Regions from separate parts of the Bombyx mori genome. Here region 2 is linked to region 1. The links are chromatin contacts, called in public Hi-C maps. All regions are on one chromosome and are shown on one strand. The core of a region is the stretch at or near the end of the contact, and the rest is flanking DNA. Distances in the headings are between cores, read along the strand shown. Region 1 overlaps LOC101740996 (protein MON2 homolog). Region 2 overlaps LOC101738244 (serine/threonine-protein kinase Wnk).

Evidence for each region. A called contact is a pair of places that touch in the nucleus more often than the background predicts.
Region 2: a Hi-C map of middle silk gland shows a contact between it and region 1, with 2.1 times the contacts expected there. The contact joins two enhancer-like sites. A contact is called at or near these places in 3 of 7 Hi-C or Micro-C datasets (middle silk gland, posterior silk gland and whole pupa).

What each region holds. Positions count from the first base shown.
Region 1 is chr27:1,973,239-1,979,897 of ASM3026992v2, forward strand. LOC101740996 (protein MON2 homolog) reads right to left here. Exons shown (of 37, transcript XM_038021034.2): 35 at 6,121-6,220; 36 at 5,327-5,439; 37 at 921-4,001. The coding sequence ends at 3,892. Among protein-coding and RNA genes, the nearest start is that of Tua1, 9.3 kb to the left of the region's middle. Within about 2 kb of position 3,958, at least 4 of the 8 cell types and tissues checked have open chromatin away from gene starts, as enhancers often do.
Region 2 is chr27:2,092,313-2,098,971 of ASM3026992v2, forward strand. LOC101738244 (serine/threonine-protein kinase Wnk) reads left to right here. Exons shown (of 34, transcript XM_038021020.2): 25 at 425-574; 26 at 1,528-1,643; 27 at 2,413-2,496; 28 at 3,354-3,464; 29 at 4,280-4,358; 30 at 4,440-4,526; 31 at 5,192-5,391; 32 at 6,379-6,543. Among protein-coding and RNA genes, the nearest start is that of LOC101738380, 20 kb to the right of the region's middle. Within about 2 kb of position 3,434, at least 4 of the 8 cell types and tissues checked have open chromatin away from gene starts, as enhancers often do.

The DNA of each region.
Region 1 (6,659 bases), core at 2,708-5,207:
ATTTCTTATTTCCGATAGAATATCTATATATGAAATTAGGCGGTAAATACCATAACATTCAAATGTCGACGCTTAGTGGTCCGTGAACACGAAAACTGTAGGTATTCGAAATATCGGAAATAATGTATTATTGTGTTATGTATAAAAAAGAATGTATTTTTATTTGTATATTCACCCAAAAACTCGAGAACCATTAGCCGAATTGTTATGAAACTTTGCAGATACAATATCAAAATATACGACATGACCACCCGACGAACATCGTTACGTTAGTGGCGGACTCTCCCGCAGGTGGCAGTGATTTTTTATCTTTTGAAAAATAATTGGAATTCATATGAAACTAGCGACCCGCCCTCGCTTCGCTTCGGAAACTGTAATTTATTATTAATTTCTCCACTATTTAATGGATGTTATTATACATACAAACCTTCCTTTTCAATCACTCTATCTATTAAAAAAAACCGCATCAAAATCCGTTTTAAAGATTTAAGCATACATAGGGACGGAGAAAGCGACTTTGTTTTATACTATGTAGTGATAATGTCGCAGCATTGGAACACCGACTAATATGGTTGGACGTTTTTAAATTTTGAATCACAGATCCGCTTTATTTGAATCTGTGTATAACAAAAGATCAACAGAATTAAAATAAACATACTTCAAAACTATGATAGATTTTTTTAGGTGAAGCGAAGCCGCGGGAACCAGCTAGTGATAATAATAGACATGAGATTGGATTGAAGAATTTGTTTTAAATATGAAGAACGGTAGATCACATACAGAGCGAGCATTATCGGTACCAAAGGCTTTAACCACTTACATTTGAACCGTAGATGCATACAACAGACACAAGAATAGGGTGTCAGGTTCCCACCTTGAAAAAGGGTATTGGAGATTCTAAAATAAAACATACTCACACGGTCAGTTAATATATTTATTCACACGCAAATACAGATGTAATCAGATTACATCAACACAAAAATGACAACTATTTAACATTTATTTAAATAAAAAAATCTGAATACAAACAGTGAAAATGGAAGTTTTATTTACATTGTGTTTCATTAAGTTTCACGTTGTGATATTTTCCCAAAATAAATAAAAATAAAACATTTAATATGAAGAGGAAAGTAATGAAAACAATAAAGAACATTTTATTATTTCATTTTTCTATAAAACAAATATAATCACATCATGAAATTTACCTTAAAGCTAATGTTTATGAACAATATGGCTACCGCTATCGACTTTGAAATAAAAAATAAAAAAAATGATTTCTTAAATTAAATTCAATCGACTGTGAATCTAAATAGGCCTATAAAGACGAATTCGTAAAATGTTTATTTATTTCAATAGTGTTGGTAACTTGTACATAATTGAGTGGTAAGGAATAACAGGCTGTATACAGGGTGCAAAGGGAACGGGGTATGGCTTCTACCTTAATACCTACAATTTTTATTGCTTAGGTAGTGGACGAGCTCACCGACCACTTGGTGTTAAGCGGTCATCGGAGCCCATGGACATCAACAACGTAAATTCCGCAACGTACCTTAAGACCTGAGATCTAAGTCACAGTTTTACAGTACAGTAACCTAACAATAGAAATGATTGTAATTGTCTTGAGTTCGTATATCGCTGAGGCGCAATAGGCATTGAATAAAAAGTAATTAGTGGTTACTAAAAAATATCTGAAAACATATTTATAACATATAATAAATAAATAAAACATATTAAAATATATATTTATTTACTGTGATTTTCAAAGCATCAACATAATCACTGGCATGTAAAAAGTGTAGCCTCTGCCTCAAAGATATTTAATCTGTGAGATGTGATACTTGTCTTTTTTTGGGGACTTTTTGGCGGGAACGCGAGGAGTGAAGTTTTTGTGTTTTGTTTTATTTTGTCTATTTAGTATTTCTTCAGGTTTAAAATGTGTAATAACGGTGGTTTATTAACTGTTTAATATCTGAGAAAGTGCACAAATGTGGGAAAATGAAACAAAGCCGCTAGATGTAACTTATCGGGTTTATCAAAAAAGTCCACTGAATAATTCTCAGTATTTTACCGTTTACTATTTAGTACGTATTTTACTACCATTTTACTGAGATTATATTTCATCCCATCTCATCTCGTTTCATTAATATTAATTCCAATTGATTGCAGTATCAAATCAACTTTATATAATTTTTCGCTCCATATTGTTTTTCATATAACACAATATAAAAAAAAATAGCCTACTATACGGTTTGATAACTTCGTCTTTGAGTGAATATTTTTCGTTTTAATTATTCAAGACGCACATCTAGTGGGGCGGCAAGCGAAAGAGTCTTCGCAATAGGGTCGTTGACCCGTGCACCATGTTTTCAATTCTATTGCGCGCAGTGCAAGATGCAATAATATTACGTTATAGATATTTCAATGAGATTTTTGTTTAATTTTACTACGTAAAGGGTTCTCCGTACTGACACCAGACTTTTTTATTGCTGATAAAAACCAGATGGGTGGACGAGCTTACAACCCACCTGGTGTTAAGTGGTTACTGGAGCCCATAGACATCTACAAGGCAAATGCCGCCACCCACCTTGAGATATAAAGTTCTAAGGTAAGAATAAATTAGTATAATTATAACAGTATAGTTAGAATGGCTGCCCCGCCCTTCAAACCGAAACGCATTGCTGCTTCACGGTAGAAATAGGGAAGCTGGTGGTACCTACCCGCGCGGACTCACAAGAGGTCTACCACCAGTACCACCCGACATTCCTTTCAGTACTTACTTATGTCAAATTACTTGACAATATTTTTTTTTAAATTCATATCATTCCGCATCGAATATCTAATAACAGTATTGGTATAATTCTAAATTAAATTACAAAGAAAATGACACAACTTTAAAGACATTTATTACGATTTTTTTGTTTAATTTTATTAATGAACAAATTTACATTTTGTACAGGTTCGATTGAATGTTCAAGTGCTGTATTTGTGTATTTTTTTAAGTTAATATATAAATATTATATTTTTTAGAAGGTAGATTTGTGTGTGTGTTTATTTCAAAACGACTCGCAATGCTGTAAATGTCAATTAAAACAGTGCTTCGTAAATACTGAATCAAATTATTAATTGGATATCATTAGTAATATTTGTAAATTCAAAACTAATAAAGCAAATACATGCTACTACACTTAAATAAAAATTCTCATTCAAAATTGTTCTGCTAAATAAGGATCATAGGGGATCATGCATTTCAAAAATTTAAATCTTCAGTAAACAAAGTCTTCTATGGGATAGTAAAAATTACGCCTCACTGGCGCAAGATGGCGTTGTTTACTTTTTAACCTATCTAGATAGGCAAAGGGAAAGTACTTACAGGGAACTATGAATAATTTAAAGCAATCATTTAAACCACTATTCATCGTTTAACATTAATTACTTATATTTTAATTCACTAAACGTTTTAGTCTTCGTGTGTTAGTGCAAGATCTTAAGGCTTCGTCAAACAGAGCGCATACTTAACGCGCGCCGAGATGTGTTGAATTTTATTTTAGCCTCCGAGTGAATTTGTATTAAAATACTGGATAATGCCCGAATAATTAATAGAATTAGTTAGAAAATACCCATGCCACATCTGAATCACTCGACATCTTAATACTTTTAAATTTTCAGACTGCTATCGAAAGGCACTATGATTTGGCGGATGTTACGTCGCGTCAAGTAGCGTTGGGTTCATCTAGTCGATTTGTGTGACGTGTAAAGAGCGCGCCGTTAAAACGCGGCGCTAAGTACGCGTTCTGTTAGACGAAGCCTTTAGTTGTGGCCCGAAGTGACGTCATACGTTATATAGTTCGGCCATTTTTGGAATGAGGGCGGCTCGGCTCGTTGTGTGCGGGCCTAGGGCGGCGCCAATAGTGCGGCGTAGTGCAACAGCGCGGCCCGTAGCGCGCCCCCCGCGCCCCGCGCCCGCCCGCTCGCCGCCAGCCGCGCCAACCCACCATACGCGTCTGCACAACGTCACACCATAGAGTAAGATTATATCGACGCTTGAAAGGCAAACGTGACTAAGCGACAATAACTGCTTTGTACATAAATGATAGGCAATAACAATATTTGATGCGCAAAAAAAAGAGTGCGTGTACTTATGTACACGTTAGAAGTTATACTTTATTTTTATTAAATTTATTCCTTTTTTTTATTTAAATTTTAATCAATTTGAAAAAAAAATCGATTAAACAACATCCTCAAACACGCATATTGGACATCCCTTTTCATGACATCGTATAAATTCGGTAATTCTCGGTACGGTTCGGAAAGTTCACCTGCGGCTATATTCAGACTCGCTAAGTTACGTCGGTCGTATTGTAATGAGCGATTTAGTGGGCAACTTCATTCTGTTAATTTTGTGTCACGGTGCGCGCGCATCGTAAAATTTTACTCTCATCAATTTTTAATAACGCGCCTAAAGAAGTATAACTTCAAAAATTCTAGATCTATTAAAATCATTTCAATCCTACAGCTAGATTCGTTAAAATAGAATTTTTGTCAGGTATTTCAACTTTAAATTACTGTACTCTGTACTGTCTACTGTAAAGTTCACGCATTGTCGCTTAGTCACGTTTGCCTTTCAAGCGTCGACATATAACCTAATAGGAGCCCTCTTGGGATGTTTTCAGGGACCCAGTCGACAATACCATCTATTACACCGCTCTCACAAACATACCTCTGTAGCCTTTAGGTATTTGTTAAAACCAGTAGTCCCCTGGTAGTCGAAATTCGACTATAATTAATTGGAATTATAAGTTTGTGATACTATTATGGTTCTATTGTCATAGACATACTTCTATAGGTCACAGATTTCGCCAAGACTACACTATAGGCAAATATAAATAAAGACAAACAATATTTAATCTATTCTCAATTTGACCACAGATTATAAGCAATAAGAAAAGTTTGACAGTGTGTATGTGTAGTGTGTATCAAATACATGGTAGAGTCCAGAGCAACACGCCAGTGTGTGTTCCGATGTGTCATCCTCGTCGCGGTCTGCGCTATGGTGGCACTGCGCCGTCGGTTCCCTTCCGGCTATTTTATGCAAGTACCGGCCGAAGCAACCGTGGCCGGTAAGCATCTGCGTAAGCCGGAAGGTCGCGGCCCACCCAGTCAGCGAGAAACGGGCGGACCGGACCGTACGGAGGCCGGCTGACGGGTCCACCAAACGGCGAGACCACGACTCCAGCACGGACCGAGATTGGAGCCTCCGCGCTCTAACTACACTTTCGCCAGGGGCTCCCTGTAAGTAATCTCATTAGTGAAGTTACAGTACAATTACCTATTAACTTCCGCCAGGCCGCCGCGTCCACTTTCCCGGGGGGCGCTTTCTTCATGGACTCCGCCAGCGTCGCTATGGCTTTCAGTACAAACGATATCTCCGATAGTTGATGTCTGCTCGTGAAAATTAAACAAATTAATTTAGTCAAGTCGTGGCCTAAAAGATAAAACGTCCGTTGCATTCGTATCTAGCGATGCACCGGTGTTCGAATCCCGCAGGCGGGTACCAATTTATCTAATGAAATATGTACTTCCCAATGTTCACGATTGACTTCCACGGTGAAGGAATAACATTGTGTACCGCAAAACTATAATTTGCGTAATCACTGGTGGTAGGTCCTCTTGTGAGTCCGCGCGGGTAGGTACCACCACCCTGCCTATTTCTGCCGTGAAGCAGTAATGCGTTTCGGTTTGAAGGGTGGGGCAGCCGTTGTAACTATACTGAGACCTTAGAACTCACATCTCAAGGTGGGTGGCGGCATTTATGTTGTAGATGTCTATGGGCTCCGGTAACCATTTAACACAAGGGCCGTCCACCCACCTTAGCAATAAATAAATAAACCACTAAAATTGCTAAGAGTGATCTTCCATCATTAAGACATCCATCCGGTGAATAAGAATCATCTAAGTATATGATATAATCTATACTTCTACAAGTTTGTCTTTATGGGAAACTAGGTATCAACATTGAGACTTGAGGTATCGAATTATCACCATCTCGATATTTCTTCACCGTTCACCAAAAAGTGCTCATTCTCTTATCGTCAGTTAATGATGTAAATAGAAGAATCGAACCTTGGCAGAGGCTCTGTGTCGTGCTCATCCTCTGCATACTTCATTATGATCTCTTGGAACCTGTCCAGCAACGTCATTATGGCTAGCGGGTCAGAATCATCTGAAAATAAAATCATGTAATTAATAAACAGCCGCACGCCATACACGCACGCACGCACGCACTCACAAACGCACGCACGCACACACACACACACACACACGCGCTTATTTATAATTGTTTTCCTATTAATAAACTGTATAAAGCTTTATATACTTAGCTTTAATACTTTTTATTATAGCTTTATAAAGAACAAAATTGGATTATTTTTTCTAATGTCAATAAACAAAAGAGAAAATGTGAAACATATAATGAATATACATATACATTTTGAGAGACTGACTTTCTGACGAAGCGTGTTGCATAATATGTTTAAAAAAGTGTTATTTCATTATTGCGAAAAATAAAGATTTTGATTTATATGTTTTGTGAGACTTGAGATGTCAGCAATTATGGTAGAATAGTAAAAGGCATGGTTTAAGTGACATTTTTTCAACATTAC
Region 2 (6,659 bases), core at 2,184-4,683, 120 kb after region 1:
GGACAAAATAATTCTACTATAGTCAGTATGTAGATAGAACCTTTATTATGTGAAATCCGTTAACACTGGTGTTAACTATAGCAGATGTCCCTGTGGTTGCGGCTGCCCGGGTAATAATCATTACTGAAATACAAAGTCTCAAATGTATACAGCCAAATCTATTAATGTATTTTTGCGTGACTAAGTAACGAAGGTTTGATTAAATAATTATTAAATAATACATTCAAGCCAAAACATCTCACATGATAATAGTCAATCCAACTACTACCAATCAATGATCTCTGCCTTATTACCTTAAAATTCTTTGATATTTCTTTTGTTTCATGTGTTGTGGGTAATGCAAAGAGTTGAATACGTTAGGACGTAATATTTGTACATAAAAAATTTAAATAACACTTTCCTAACGTTTTCGTATTTTGTGCAGGTTTAGCTGGGCAGAACTTGTCGCTAGGCGGGCAGACCCTCATGGGCGGGCAGAAGCTGGGCGTGGGCGGACTGGTCGGACAGAATCTCTCGCAGCTCGTCGCGCACCGGGCGGTCTCACTCGCCAGGAGGCCCGTCGACATCGACATAGGTGGGTGACGTCACGGGGGAGGGGGGGACTGCGGGCGAAAATATATGTTTAGGACTACTTTCACCATGTTATCAGAGCCAGAACATAAGTTCAAGTATTTAGATATAAAAAAAACGGTACCGATGCAACTTTGTGTAATGTGAATGAAGTGAAACTTCTTTTTGGATGTGTATTGGTATGTGGTATGTGGTGTTGTGGTTTTCTTAATTTTTCATCCTTAAATCAGATAGCTCTTGTAATAGGGAATGCTGTGTATAAGAGATGCGACATCTTCAACATTTATTTTATATATATTTTAAATTATAAATCGAAAAATAAATATTTTATATATATATATTTTTTTAAATACTTCACTAAAATATTGGACGCTACTCGTTGCTAACGCTCGCGCTGGCTTGTAACAGGTATGGAGGGCCGCGCATTCACTCTCTCTCTGTCTCTTTCTATTCCATGGTAGCGATAAACGTTTAACGCTACCTTGTTGGAAGTCACATTAGAAGTTTTACTTCAAAAAATGTGAATGTGATGTGGACTACAACGTGTATTACACACGGACATAATTGTTAATAGACATGCTTTAACAAAAACGGACTTTAAATAGAAAAAGAAATATATTCCAAAACAAATTAATATACACTAAGAACAAGAATCATCGAAATCAGTAGGCGTGATATTGAGTTATTGAGTTATTTATCTATTTGTCGCGCACGTACTTGATGCAAATTTAAGACTTATATGGTTTTCTCATGGATACCATTATCAGAACTGGACTAAATTGAAATGGGACCACACAGGAAGCGTCAGCTTTCTAATAAAAAAAAAGAATCATCAAAATCGATTGACCCAGTCAAAAGTTCAGACATACAACAAACATAAAAGAAACATAGAGTCGAATTGAGAACCTCCTCCTTTTTTACAAGTCGGTTAACAAGAGACATTCGGTCTGTCTGCAGGCATGAACAACGTAAACTCTACGGGCTCGTCGCAGCCGAGCACGCCCAACAAGAGTCACTCGTACAACGACTACATGATCTCCCTGCAACACAAGTTGGCCTCTATATCGAACAGCGTAAGTTACAATATCCTATAGTATTAGGTTTTTGTGATTATTTCACATTTTTGCCAGTTTAGGTTATTATTATTTTTTTATTGTTTAGATGGGTGGACGAGCTCATAGCCCACCTGGTGCTAAGTGGTTACTGGAGCCCATAGACATCTACAAAGTAAATGCGCCACCCATCTCGAGATGTCTCAAGTATAGTTACAACGGCTGCCCCACCCTTCAAACCAAAACGCATTACTGCTTCACGGCAGAAATGGGCAGGGTGGAGGTACCTACCCGTGCGGACTCACAAGACGTCCTACCACCAGTAATTATGCAAATTATAATTTCGCGGATTTGAATTTTTATTACACGATTTTATTATTCCTTCACCGTGGAAGTCAATAGTGAACATTCGTTGAGTACGTATTTCATTAGAAAAATTGGTACCCGCCTGGGATTCGAACACCGGTGCATCGCTCGACACGTATGCACCGGACGTCTTATCCTTTAGGCCACGACGACTTACTTATGTGAATCACCTATGCTTTGCAGAAACATATCGTTCTGTGAATTTAATATAGCCCCTTGAGGTTACTAGAATTGATAGGAAAAAATAAGTAGATACATAGACAAGCTATGGAAATCCCATAGATATTACTACTGGAATTCATGTTTACAACGTTCGGCTGGCGGTGGACACGGGGGGTGGAGGTACTTGTATGGATCAAAGTACTGCTTTTTTTTTTGAATGATTACTTTAAAAGATACGTTGATTATTTTATGCGTTAATCAGGGTCCGGTGTCTCCCGGCTCTCCGCTCGAGTACAGTCCAGCGTTGTCGCCAACGCATCGACAGCACACGCATCATTTGGCTAAGGTATGTATCATTTTGATTTAGAGGCAGTCATGACATAGAAGTTGCCAAACGATCACCAGCGCCCCGAGACTGGAGTACCAGCACTTTTTTTTTTTTAAAAACGAGATGGGTCACCGGAGCCCACAAACATCTACAACGTAAATACCGCCACCCACCTTCAGACATGAGTTCTAAGGTCTCAGTTTTTACAGTACAACGGCTGCCCCGCCCTTCAAACCAAAACGCATTACTGATTCATGGTTGAAATAGGCGGGGCGGTGGTACCTACCCGTGCGGACTCACAAGAGGTCCTACCACCAGTAATTACGACAATTATAATTTTGCGGGTTTGATTTTTATTACACGTTGTTATTCTTTCACCGTGGAAGTCAAACGTGAACATTTGGTACGTATAGAAAAGTTGGTACCCGCCTGCGGGATTCGAACATTGGTGCATCGCTACATACGAATGCACCGGATATCTTATTCATTAGGCCACGACGTCTTCACTATTCGGTCGGTTCACTAAATGCTTTTAGTCTTTATAATAAGTTGAATAGTAGATCACGGCTTGGATTTACTTCTAGCGTACTGATGGCCACGACCGACGGTATGCTCATTAGCCTACAAAGGCAATTTAAAAAAATGTATAAAGTCGCTGGAAATATGGTACTATATACACGCAGAAGTATAATTTCTTAAGATGGTAAAGGGGCATGTCATGACAGATAGATAGGCAGCGACTTGGCTCTGCCCCTGGTATTGCTGAAGTCCATGGGCGACTGTAACCACTCACCATTAGGTAGGCCGTATGCTCGTCTGTCTACAAGGACAATAAAAAAAAGGGATTTGTTTAATTTTATTTTCTGTTCCAACAGTCTGACGTAGAGGCGAGCGAGGTGCATAAGTCCCGCCACGTGTCGCAGCTAGCGGAGCTGGACCACGAGCTCAGCAAGATCAGCCTCCACTACAAGCACGCGCCGCCCAAGGTAGCCTCTCTACTGCTGGTAGCACCTCTTGTGACTCCGCACCAGTAGGTACCACCACCCTGCCTATTTCTGCCGTGTAGCAGTAATGCGTTTCGGTTTGAAGGGTGGGGCAGCCGTTGTAACTATACTGACCTTAGAACTTATCTCAAGGTGTGTGACGCATTTACGTTGTAGATGTCTATGGGCGCCAGTAACCACTTAACACCAGGTGGGCTGTGAGCTCGTCCACACATCTAAGCAATAAATAAATAAAAAGCCCGCCTGAAAACTGCTCAGTGACGTCATGCCGCCTATAACTTATCCTCAGAGTAAATCTTCCAATTTAGTAGCTAAATCTCATCAATGAGTTCGCTGAGGCTCACAAAGGTAATGTGAGTGCCACGTACTTTGATACATGAGTTCGAAATTTGAGACGAAAGTTCAGAAACTGATGTAGCTAAGTGATAAAGGAATAAATGCACATAAGCGTGTGACGTGTGAATATTTCTTCATGTAATTTAATTATAATTCGCTGTTTTCAATATAATGTTTGAATGAACTGTATTTAACTGTTATCCGGTCATCGTTCTCGGGCTCGACGAGTAAAATAACCCACAGACACAGCCCACTGAGTTTCTCGCCGGATCTTCTCAGTGGGTTGCGTTTCCGATCCGGTGGTAGATTCTGCGAAGCACTGCTCTTACGTTCGTGTTAACAACGTCGTCAGGATTGAGTCCCGTGAGCTCACCTACTAGTTAAAGATACGCTAAAATAGCCTCCCAAGGAAAAAAAAACTGTTAAAGTATTTAGTAACGTACCCCCGTGTCTTGTTGCAGGCCGTGTTCATACAACACAGCGCCGAGGAGCACGACCTGCTGTCCAGCGACACCGACACGCCCGTCAACGCTTACGAAGGTACGAACTCTTGTGATACGTCTTGGCGCCGGTGGAGGGGGGAGGGGAGGGGGCATGCAGTAACTGTGTCGGCTGTTGCAGGCGAGGTGGGGGGCGCGGGGCGGTTCGTGGTGTCGCGCGCGGCGCCGTGCGCGGGCTACTCGCTGTGCAGGCTGCTGCAGCACGCAGGTACTGTTGGAGCTGCGGCTTAGTGTTGCCAATTGAATGAATAAGATAAATTAAAATAAAATAAAACGTATAAAATAATATGAAGTCGTCGTGACCTAAAGGATAGGACGTCCGGTGCATTCAAATGTAGCGATACACCGGTGTTCGAATCCCGCAGACGGGTACCAATTTTTCCAATGAAATACGTACTTGACAATTGTTCACGATTGACTTCCACGGTGAAGGATTAACATCGTGTAAAAATCAAAGTCGCAAAATTATATTATAATTTTCTTAATTACTCGTGATAGAACGTCTCAAGAGTCCCCACGGATAGGTATCACCACCCTGCCTATTTCTGCCGGGAAGCAGTAATGCGTTTCGGTTCGAAGGGCGGGACAGCCGTTGTAACTGTACTGAGACCTTAGAACTCATATCTAGGTGGATGGCTGCATTTATGTTGTAGATGTCTATGAGCTCCGGTAACTACTTAACACCAGAGGTGGACGTGTAATAAGTTCTCGCATGGGTATACTAATATATCCGCTGAACTTGACCTTATTATATTTATTTCAATAGGTACTGTTCATACGATGCGCTTAATTGTGTTTAACAAGATTACAAATATAAACAACATTGGCTTAGGTGATCATTTAGAATTAAAGTGAGTTGTTTGGTGCGTTTAGAGAAGGAGAGCGGCGAGGTGGGGTCCGGCGGCGAGGAGACGGAGGGCGGCGAGGGGGCCGACAGCGGGGAGGGGGCGGAGGGCGGCGAGGAGGGGCCCGACACGTACGTCATCACGCCGCGCCGGGGACCCACCTACCTGCTGGACGACGCGCTGGGGGGCGCGCTCGTCGCCATCATCGACCCCACGCCGCACACGCCGGTACGGTAACCACCCCCGCCACTACTACCCGTAGTAGCTAGCAAGCATTCTTATTTATGTGTAAAGAAGCAAAATTATTATTATTGTACTAGCTGACCCGGCAGACTTCGTCGTGCCTCAATCGATAAATAAAAGAACTAAACTTTTGTATAAAATAAACTTAAAACAAACAAAAGGAATCCGTCCGAGGAAAAAACAAAATTGTTATTTTTATTTAATTCCGAAGATTTTCATATTTATCTACCTTTTAAACCTTCTCTGGACTTACACCACAAATAATTCAACACCAAAATTAGCCAAATCGGTCCAGCCGTTCTCGAGTTTTAGCGAGACTGACGAATATCATTCATTCATCATCATTTATTTTTATATGTATAGAATTGCATACAACGTGCTACAAAATACCCCGTAATTTTTTTTTATTATGAAAGCCAAAAATTTTGTCAACCCTAGTAAACTGTCATGTCAGGAAACCAGATTATTTAACAGAAAGGCCTACGTACCTATTTTACCTAATAATTGCCTACTTTAATAGATTTTCTATTTATCATTAATAAATATTTACTACTTCAATTTATGGGTGTCATTATACTCAAGTATTTGCTTCAAGAAATGTCAAGTTGGAAAAAAATATACTGTCGATTCTATGGTCTTTTAAATTTTTTTGTCGTTGTACGAAAGAAATGTACATTCTGCGTAGTTTACTCTTTAATTTTATTGAAATAGGTTTGCTCATCTGGTGTAATTCGTTTCTAAATGATTCTCGTCCACCAGATGGTTGTCTGGAAGAGATTGCTCTTAGCGATATGACCGTCGATTGTACTTCTTTATGTTATGTTTTTTTTTGTTATACCATAAACAATACTGTCTCTCTCAATCTCTTTCAAGTTCAGAGCCTCAAGGTCTACGAACCCATCGAGCACCTTGGAATGTCTCAAGGAAGGGTAATTATTGAAAAGTGAATATTAAACAATAATGTTAATGTAGGAGAGTCCAAAGACCGTCGGCGCGGAGAGCACGGAGGGCGCCGGCGGGTACCTGGTGCTGGGCGACGCGGCGTGCGTGGTGCTGGAGCCGCGGCTGCCGCTGCTGCAGCACGACGGGTTCTCCGCCTACCACGAGCCCGAGCCGCGCGTCCCCGCGCCACCACCAGTACGTACCCACCACCAGACGTGGCGGTAGCCATCATACAACGCAAGATATTCGACAGATACCTGAATTTCGCTTACGACATTTTCAAGAGAAGCTTACATATACAACATGTAACA